2 separate regions of the Mus musculus genome follow, and region 2 is linked to region 1. A link is a contact called in public HiChIP or PLAC-seq data. All regions are on one chromosome and are shown on one strand. The core of a region is the stretch at or near the end of the contact, and the rest is flanking DNA. Distances in the headings are between cores, read along the strand shown.

Region 1 (4,637 bases), core at 1,116-3,615:
CTAGGATGGAGCTGGCTTTTAGAGGAGTTTTCATAATTATCATTAGGGGCATAACCAGGCTGTCTTCCTAGCTGGCACCCCTAAAGCTGGCATGACTCACTGTCAATTACAGTTTATGGTTACATTTGAACTCTTTTTTTCAAGACTGTACAGGTAATTTTGGCAGTTTATTCTCACACATTTTATATACTTCTGTGCATAAAGGAACCCTTTTAAAGTTTCTAACTCTCCAAATCACTTCCGGTTCCATAGCTACCCATGTATTTCTATATTATCCCCACCCCGCCCCCACCCACACAGAACCTCACAAATGCCAGGCAAGTTCTCTACCTCAGAGCCCTGAACTGGATCCCCAGCACTGGGCAAGGGGATAGAAAAGAGGGTAAACTAAAAACTGGTCTGGAAAGTAAGACTTCACTCTGTTTCTGGTGCTTACAGTAGGCGTAGCCTTAACCCCTCAGTGCCTTTGTAGAAATACTAAATGAAGAAACTGAATCATCAAAGGTAGTGGGATATCCCCAGTCACTGTCTTCTCACACCCACACCCCAAAGGACTAAGACTTTTGTTTTTTGAGTACTGTGCTGTGCACAGTAGAAGTACCAGATAAGAGCTAGCAGAAGTTAAGAAGAGACACACATGAACTTGCATTGATATGATTCTATGACTCTTGCCCAGCCTGAGAGAAGAAAGTCACTTTAAGGAGTTAAAGGAACAAAGGGGGATGTAGCTTTCTGTCCCTGGTCCCTTTCTCTGGCAACCCCCTCCCATAATTGTTAAAGATCCTAGCTCTACCTAGAGAGTTGGCTCACCAGCAAGAGCTTTTGTTCCTGTTGCATCCTTACTACTAACACTAGGCAGGGTTACCAACGTTAAAGAGGTGGTAAGAAAAGAAGGGCACAGATGGCATCCCATCTCTTTACAGTCACACGTGGTATTAAAGTTGAGGACTCGGAAAAAAAAATAATTCTACCATACTTTCCATAATAGAGATGACTCCACACAATCTCAAAGACACCGAGAGAAATGCAGGTGATGCAAACACCCCGACACATGACATGGTCCCCTGCCTCTCACAGTTGGCAGTTGGCAGCAGAGACAATGGAATCAGCCCCGATTCTGTCTGGGAACCTTCAACTATCCCATCAATCTCCCTAAGACAAACACAGGCAGGCTTGTATTTAACGTCTCCCCTACAGCGAGGAGGCCGTTAAATGCAGAGCTGTCACCAATAGGCTTTCTGATGACAGAACCCATCTTCAAGTCTGCTGAGTGATAACCACCACCGGTCATCAGAGGTGGGGTTACTGTCCCTCCCGCTGGGGATGCTGCTCTGCTGCTCAGCTCAGCATCTTTTAACTCCAATTTCAGTGAGGGATGCTATGATCAAGAACTTAACCTTCAGCGTATGATCAGCCAGCACACAGGGTTAGAATAAGACCATTCCTAAGGGTTCCTGGAAGAGCTGTGTGGCCCCTAGCTCTAACCAGAGCTTTCTCAAAGGAGGGTCTGCACGCTCTGTTCAACAGTAATAAAAAGTGACACAGAGCCAGATGGCTTTCCTCTTGCCTCTTGACATGTGTCACAGATGAGCCTGAGCTGGGAGTGCAGCCCGTCCACCTGAGGAACTGAGGAAGAGGCTAAGCTACATACACAGTATTCTTAGTTGGGAAAAGAGAGAGAGGGCTGGGGGAAGTTCCCGCCTTTCGTTAATACTATTCTCTTCTCTCTACTCACTCCTTAAGGAACATCTCTCCACCTCGACCTGTCTTTTCAAACCCTTTCTTGATCAAGAAATACAGTCAGTTTGCGAGCAGCAGTCTTACCTGGCCCTTCAGCCGGCCTAGAGTACCCACGACGGCAGGTTTAATCTGTCACGTCACATAAACAAACATTCACAGCTGCCTGTTTCTGATAGCACATTTCCAGTCTCTTCTCCCCTAGTTCCCAAACCAGGAAGAATAGGCCCAGGAGAGCCGAAGGATGCTCTCGGAGAGACAGAAGCTCCAGGAAGACAACGGGGACTAAAGAGGGTGCTCGCAGGGTGTCCAACTCAAAGTAGAATTTCTTTAAACACTAGCTCCAGGTCTTTATGAAACTCGCCCGGAACAGGGGAGGGAGGGAGCACCCAGAAAGATTTCTTTCCAGTCAGGATGGACGAAGTCCCAAGTCTTGCCCACTACCTCTTTCGGTCTCTAGCCCCTCGCTTTGGCGAATCCACTCACCAAAAGGCCCTTGGCTCCGCCGGCTCCCGAGGCGCTTAGCCCAAGCCCCCCGAGGCTACCAGCGTCCCGCAGCTGCGCAGCCCAGGATCCCGGGACAGCAGACGAGCTTCGAATGGGCGGTCCCCGCACTAGCTCAGAGGCCGCCTTATCTGGGCCGGGAAGGCGCGCGTCCGCGGCGAAGAGACGCCCACACGCGCCACGCAGGATCCCTAGCAGGGACAGTAGGGACAACCCTCCCGGGAAAGGATGGACTCTCAGCTTCCATGAGTGCCCCGCACTCTCCAGTCTCGGACCATCTCAGAGGCCATGGAGGCCAGCCGCGAAACCCCTGGGGCTTCTTCTGTGCCTATCCGACCGGGGGTGGCTCGTCCTGTCCAAGCTTCCCCGCCCAAACCGGGGTCCCAGCTCTCTATGGAGCTCGTGGTTCACGGAACAGTGGCCGCCAGCCGCTTGGACCACCGCTGCGGCGATACCGTGTAGTCCCCAGCGTGGGCTCCTGGGAGAAGGGCTCTCGGCCGCACTGCGGTTTTGCACCGAGAGAGGGGGAATGAACCCGCGACAGAAACGCAAAAAGGAGTCTCTGGGGCTGGGGAACCGTCACGCTCGGGGACCATGGGTGACTGCCAACCCGCCACTCCACAAGCGCCGACGCCACTTCGGAGGTGAACTTCCAGGGAGGTGTGCAGTCATTGGAAGTCTACCCCCACATCACTATAGCAGGAGCGAGTCCTCGCTAAAAGGGACTTCTGTGACCTGCGCGACCCGCATAAGTGCCACGAAAGCTAATCAAACCTCCGAGGTCCCACCCGCGGACAGCGCTACACCGAGCTCAGGGTCCGATGCCGAGCCAGTCGGGCGCATATGCGCCTCGGGGCACAGGGCCTGCGCTCCAGGATCAGGTCCCCGGAATCCGGAACAGAGCTCGCGCTTCACCGCATCCTCCCCGCGCCGCTGCTCAGCCCAGCATCCCGAACCCAGCCTGGCAGCCCGGGCCCTAGCTCCCGTCGTCCCGCACTCACCGCGCCCCCGCTCCCGGCGCCCGCGCAGCCTCCGCCCGCTGTCCCGGCGCCGCCGTCTCTCCGCAGGACTGCAGGCCGGGGACGGTGAGGGGGCAGGGCGGTGCGGAGGGGCGGGGCCGCTGCAGGTAACAATGCTGCCTACCCGGCTGCTCCTCCAGCCGGCCGCAAAGGACAGCACGCCCTTTCCTGCTCTGCTGCTTCCCTCGCTCCCCCTTCAACCCGAACAGCACCGCCACTGAGCTCGCCCTCGCCAGCTCCGGGCTCCCGAGACTCGAAAGCCGCCGCCCAGCACGCTGCTCCTGGCACCTGAAGACCAGCTCGGGGCTGGGCGGGCAACCACAGAGGACGATGGAAATTGCTGCAGGGAAAAGATGAGCCTTGGTGTCCTAATGGAGCGAAGTGGGAGGCGCCACGGTCGCTACTGAGCAGGTCACCGCCTTCCACAAAAGGAACCTCTGCGGCAGTCTCCTGGACACCCTATCCCGCGCACACGCAAGAACACCCCACGCACATTCGTAGGCACGCATGCACCTTTATATCACACACACACATTCACACACCTCCGCTCCACTCCACAGCTTCTCTTTGGAGCTTAGCGCTTCTCAGGAGGTCCAGAGCGGTGTAGAGGTCTGATCCCCTGTGGAGCACGTCTCTTCTCCCACTTGTTTTCCCACCCTTTCTTTCCCCTTCCCTCCCTTCCCCTTCCTCTCCTTTATTTTCTTTTGTCTCAATGATGGTAACAAACTTTTGAGCTTTATTAAAGAAGAAGAAAAAAAAAAAAGCCTAGCAGAACTGAATGAAGGGGCTCTGTCTGGGAACTGGGAAAGAGCCCGCCCACTCACTGAAGGAAACAGGGAAGTCAGTCTAATCGCATAAATTTTTTTTTTTTTTTCAAAGTGACTTGCGAAGACGCCAGGCAGAGAGCGAAGTGAGTAGTCAAAGAAAACTTACTCTGGACAAACCGGCTGCTGGCACCTCAGCTGCCGGGGTGGGGAAGCGCCCTCTGCGGGAATGAAGTCATCCTACCCTTTTCTGGGTGCGCCCAGATAACCGACCAGAGCTTTCCTTTCCCAAGCTCTGGGGTCTAAGGACTTCCAGACACTCCACCAGGTCCTCAAGTCCTGGGCATCATTCCTCGCCTCCTTCTGCGGGTCTTGCATAGGAAAAGAGAAGTACTAGTCCAAACCAGCCCAGTATTCAAGACCCCAAAACTGTGGCAGCCTATATCTTGGTTCTTTGGCCATTAATATAGTTCACAACCCACAAACACTGAAAATATCAAGGCAGGTCTCAGGCTGGGAGCACAAGTTAGTTCAAATGAATATTGATCGGTACTCAGGTAAAAGAGTATTGAGTATTCAGTGTGAGCATGGCCTTTCCCTTTTTATTTTATTG
Region 2 (4,637 bases), core at 930-3,429, 88 kb before region 1:
TACAAAAACCATGTACACCAATGTCTGGAAAAAGTTACTTCCAAGCAGCGCCAAGCTGTAAACTGCCCAAATGCCTATCAGTAGTGAAATTGAAAATGGAAAATTCATGCACTTGACTAACATACAGCAATTGAAACTCACTGCTACCCACAACTCAAAGGCCTGCAGAGACATGTACTAAGTCACAACATATGACTAACAAGTGTGTATTACATGGTTCTACTCTTGTGGTTTTAAAAGCAGGAAAAAAAAAAACCTAACCCATGTTGATTAAGTTATTAAAGTTGTGTGTGAGGTGACCTTGATGTTAACAGAGAAGGAACCGCGGGGAGCTTGTGGAATGCTGGAAATGGTTTGTATCTCAACCCGAGCTGTAAGATGGTGTACATAGCTCATGTGTGTGAATGGAGATATGTGTGCATGTGTGTAGCATGTGTGTGCATGTGAGTGAGGAGTACAAAATCTCACTGGGCTATGTTATTGAAATCTGTGTATCTCATAAAACATCTTACACAGAACTATGATAAACATTTTAGACAAATCTTTGAGACAGGAAATTTAAAAACAAAAGTATTCTTTTGGTTTCTGTTTATTTGTGTGCTGGTTAGGTTTTTTTTCTTTGTTTTGTTTTGTTTTGTCAACTTGACACAAGTTAGACTCGTGTGGGAAGAGTGAACTTCAGTTGAGAAAATGCTTCCATTGGCTTGGCCCGTGGGTAAGACGTCTTGGTTAGCAGTTGCTATGGGGTACTCAGCAGGGCCTAGCCACAGTAAGCGGTGCTGTCTGGGGAGGTGGTCCTGGGTTGTACAGGAGACTGAGTGAGCTGCCAGTGAGCAGCTTTCTCCACAGCCCTGGCTTCAGTTCCACCTCCAGGTTCCTGCCTTGAGTTTCTGGCCTCCTTTGTCCGAGTCATGGAGTGTGCTGTGCAAGTGTAAGGCAAATAACCCTTTCCTTCCCAAGTTGCTTTTAGTTAGAAGGTTTATCACAATAAAAAGCAAACTAGAACTGTTTGGTTTTTAGATGTGGTCTCACTGTAGCTCTGGCTGGCCTGGAACTTGTTGCATAGACCAGGGTGTCCTGGAACTCACAGAGGTTGCCTGCTTCTGCTTCTTGAGTGCTTAGATTAAAGGAATGCACTACCACACCTGGAAAAAAACAAAACAAAACAAAACAAAAAAAAAAAACAAAAACAGAAACAAAACAAAACAAAACAAAAAAATCAAGAACCAACCAAAACTCCACAATTCTTTGAGCTAGGAATCTGTCTCAGTTCTGTCAATACACAGGAACTTATAGGAGAAAGAATGGAGAAATTTTTCTAGGGAAATGTATATGTGTGGGGAGGGATGGGGTGGGGCTTAAAAATGCAGCTATATGCATGTAACTTTCAGTTTCATGCATGTAACTTTTAGCTTTATCTATGTAATTTTAGCTTTATGTATGTAACTTTCAGCTTCGTGTGTGTGTGTGTGTGTGTGTGTGTGTGTGTGTGTGTGTGTGTGTACACATCATCTTGGGCAATTGTCTTCACAGGCACAGAGCCACAGTTTGCAGAGGCCATGTCCGAGGTGCTCTGCAGCAACAGTAGCAGTGTTTACAAGGTAAAATGCCACCCAGCACAGTGAGGGTTGGGCCAAAGACATGACCAAATTCCACGGAGTTTCCAAGTGGGGTGGGAGCCTGTGGGGATCAGGAGGCGGCGAGCATCTTGTCTAAGATTGATGCTCACTACTTCACTCATTATTGGAGCCAAGCTGGTGGTCAGGGGCATCAGTGGGCAGACTGAGGGAGTCTGGTGAGAGAGCCATGCAACTTGGAACAACATACATTTAAGCTACAGATTAAGGAAAAGAAATACAGTAAGACAGTGCCATGGAAGGCATTGAACTTTTCAGATCAGCTGGAGAAACATACATACATCAGCAAGGATGCTAATTACATATGATGGCCTGGGCTGCCAGTGGGCATTGTAAGGATCCACACTGGACCCATGGCTGGGATCTCCCCTGGCTACTACCACAGGGAGTCCTCACAGCATCCTAAGGGGCGGGGCTGTGAGTCATCACCACGCTCACCATAACCATAATTATCAATAGCTAACTGAGCACAGTTTGACACACATTCCCTATCGAACGTGCAATAGTTCTCCATGCAGGAAGTAGTACTATTATTATCCTCATTACACAGAAGAGGAAGTGCAGACTTAAAGAAGTGAAGTAATTTGTTCTAGGTCAAGGCATCTAGGAACACCAGTGCTGCCAACTGATTGTAGGTCTCTGATTTGTCATCCCAATCCATTCCCCGGAGTTGGTCCAGAACTTGGGAGGTGTGGCTACTGGGGTGGCTGCAGGGTCAGGATTGGGGACTGGAAGAGGGCAAGGACAAGTTCCTGGGCTTTATTATAAGCACTGTGTGAGTCAGCTTTCTGTTACTGTAACAAAGTGCCTGAGGCAATCAGAGAGAAAAAGGTTTATTTTGGCTCACAGTTCTCCACATTTCAGTCCCTGGTCATTTCCCTGACTGCATTTGGGTCTCTGCAGTGAGGCAGTAAATCATAGTGGGAGCCCAGGGTAGAGGAAGCAGAGAAACTACAAGGACTACAGTTCTAACACCCAGTGTGCCCCTGGACACACACTCACCAAAAAAAGTAAAAATAACCAAGAATTGAAATTACAGTACAATTTTCAAAAAATTCATTATTTTTTAAAATCCATTATTTTTGTTTGAGGTTCACAGCAAAACTGGGAGAAGGTATATCCCCCACATTTCTCCTGTTCCCACAAACGCACACCTTCCCCATCAACATCTCCTGTGGGACTGTATATCTGTTACAATTAAGGGACCCAGGTTGAGATGTTGTTACCACTCAGTTGAAATGTTGTTACCACTTTTTAAGGCTTACTTTTGGTGTTGAGGTTTGGACATTGTGATATCTGTCGTGCATGGTGGCTTTGCTGTCTGCACTCCCTGTGATCTGCTCATGCTCCCTCTTTCCTGTCCAGCCCTAACACCCACAGGTTCACTGACATCCTCATGATTTTGTCACGTGCAAAATGTCAGCTCACTGAAGTCACGGGCGATTGCAGCATGTAAATCCTGTGATGGCTGCTTTCCCTGAGTGTGCTCGGAAGTCTCTGTGTCCTTTCATGTTATAAAAACCTCATATCTTGTGACATTTGAAGAGCCATCCATCATCTGGGCGTACCAAAGTTTCTTTCACCATCTACCTATCAGAGAACGTCATGGCTGCTGCCACATTTTGACAACTGCAAATAGAGCCCTGTAAATGTCACATGCAGGTTTCGGTGTAAACTTAAGTCTTCAGTTACTTTGGGTGAAAACTAAGGTGTGTGATTTCCAGATCATTCGATGAGAATATGTTTACTTATTTATTTTTCTTTTTAAAGAATCTGTCAGACTGCCTTCCGAAGCAGTTCTACCATTTCACATTCCTGCTTATTCTGTGGCCCCTTTGGCTTGCTTGCTGGGGCCTGCACATGTTTATTGAAATAATGGTGCTTAGCTGGGCATGGTGGTACATGCCTGCAATCACGGCGCTTGGGTGAGGACTAAGAGTGGAAGCAAGAGGATCAGTTAAAGGACAGCCTCAGCTACATAGCAAGTTTGAGGCCAGCCTGGGCTACATGAGAACAAACAACAGCAGCAAACCCGTTTTCACAACCCTACAGTAATGAATGATAAAGATGTCGCTCAGTATCCTTGTCAATGTCCAATGTTGTCAGCGTTCTAACAGGCATGCAGTGGCATCTTGCTGATTTAATTTTTCTTTCCCTGATGACATATGACTATGAAGTCTCTTTTCATCTGCTCACTCGCCCTCGGAATATCTTCTCTGGGGAGGCCTCTGTTCAAGTCCTTTTTTCATTGTGTTGTTTGTTTTCTTACTGCTCAGTTTCAAGATGTCCTCATGTACTTTGGATGTTCGTCCTTTGTCACGTTTGTCTTTTGCCAACGTTTCTCCCAGCTGAGCTCTGACCTTCCACCCTCCTCCAGTGCAGCTGGAGAATGTGTGCCTCTAACAGCAGATACGTACCCTTAGCCTTCTGTTAAAGTGAAGGCAGGAGACGGCAAAACTCGGTGATTTAACTTGTTGGGTTTGTTTCTTTGCATTTTCTTGTCATTGGTGCAACCCATTCTAAGGTACTTCAGAGCTGTGAAGGTGCTCCAGTCCAAAGACTCTCCTGGATGAGCAAGAACCCAAGAAGGGAAGCAAGTAGACCCCAAAGGTCCCGTCTTCTTCTCCAAACCCCTTCTCTCTCATCTAAGTCTCACTCGTCCTGGACACAGTGCCATCGCCATCATGAACGGAAATGCAAGACAAGAGAAGGTTGAACGCGAGGTCCTTGTGGGCTGCTGTTGTGCTTCTAATCAAAAGGCAAGTGCAATGATAAGCACACCAGCAGAGGAGTCGACGCCTCAGACCTGAGGTAGTCCCTTCCCCTCCGAGCCTTTGTTTCTGTATCACTAGTCCAAGGTTGACCACTGTGAGCCAGTGTGCTCAGAGCTCAGCATCCCGCCTGGTCCCACAGCAGGCTTCAGACAATGGTACCAGGGCCGGAAACAGCAGACAGTTCCTTGACAGCCGAGCTGGTCAGCTTGGGTAGTTTCTGAGCTTT

The links. HiChIP or PLAC-seq counts read pairs in DNA pulled down with a chosen protein or histone mark.
Region 2: a contact with region 1 is called in an H3K4me3 HiChIP or PLAC-seq map of bone marrow-derived macrophages, with 2.3 times the contacts expected there. The contact joins the enhancer-like site here to the promoter of Fhdc1 in region 1. A contact is called at or near these places in 5 of 39 promoter capture datasets (3T3-L1-derived adipocytes, fetal liver, liver and 1 more), 2 of 484 Hi-C or Micro-C datasets (Th1 cells and muscle stem cells), 5 of 115 datasets of contacts at active chromatin or transcription factors (CD8 T cells, bone marrow-derived macrophages, embryonic forebrain and 2 more) and 2 of 9 other capture datasets (adipose tissue and macrophages).

Annotation. Positions count from the first base shown.
Region 1 is chr3:84,477,126-84,481,762 of GRCm38.p6, forward strand. Fhdc1 (FH2 domain containing 1) reads right to left here and starts at 2,366. Exons shown (of 12, transcript NM_001205355.1): 1 at 2,224-2,366.
Region 2 is chr3:84,388,827-84,393,463 of GRCm38.p6, forward strand. No RefSeq gene overlaps it. Among named protein-coding and RNA genes, the nearest start is that of 4930565D16Rik, 11 kb to the left of the region's middle. Within about 2 kb of position 2,180, at least 8 of the 459 cell types and tissues checked have an H3K27ac peak or open chromatin away from gene starts, as enhancers often do. A contact at or near this core is called in bone marrow-derived macrophages, where this site is marked.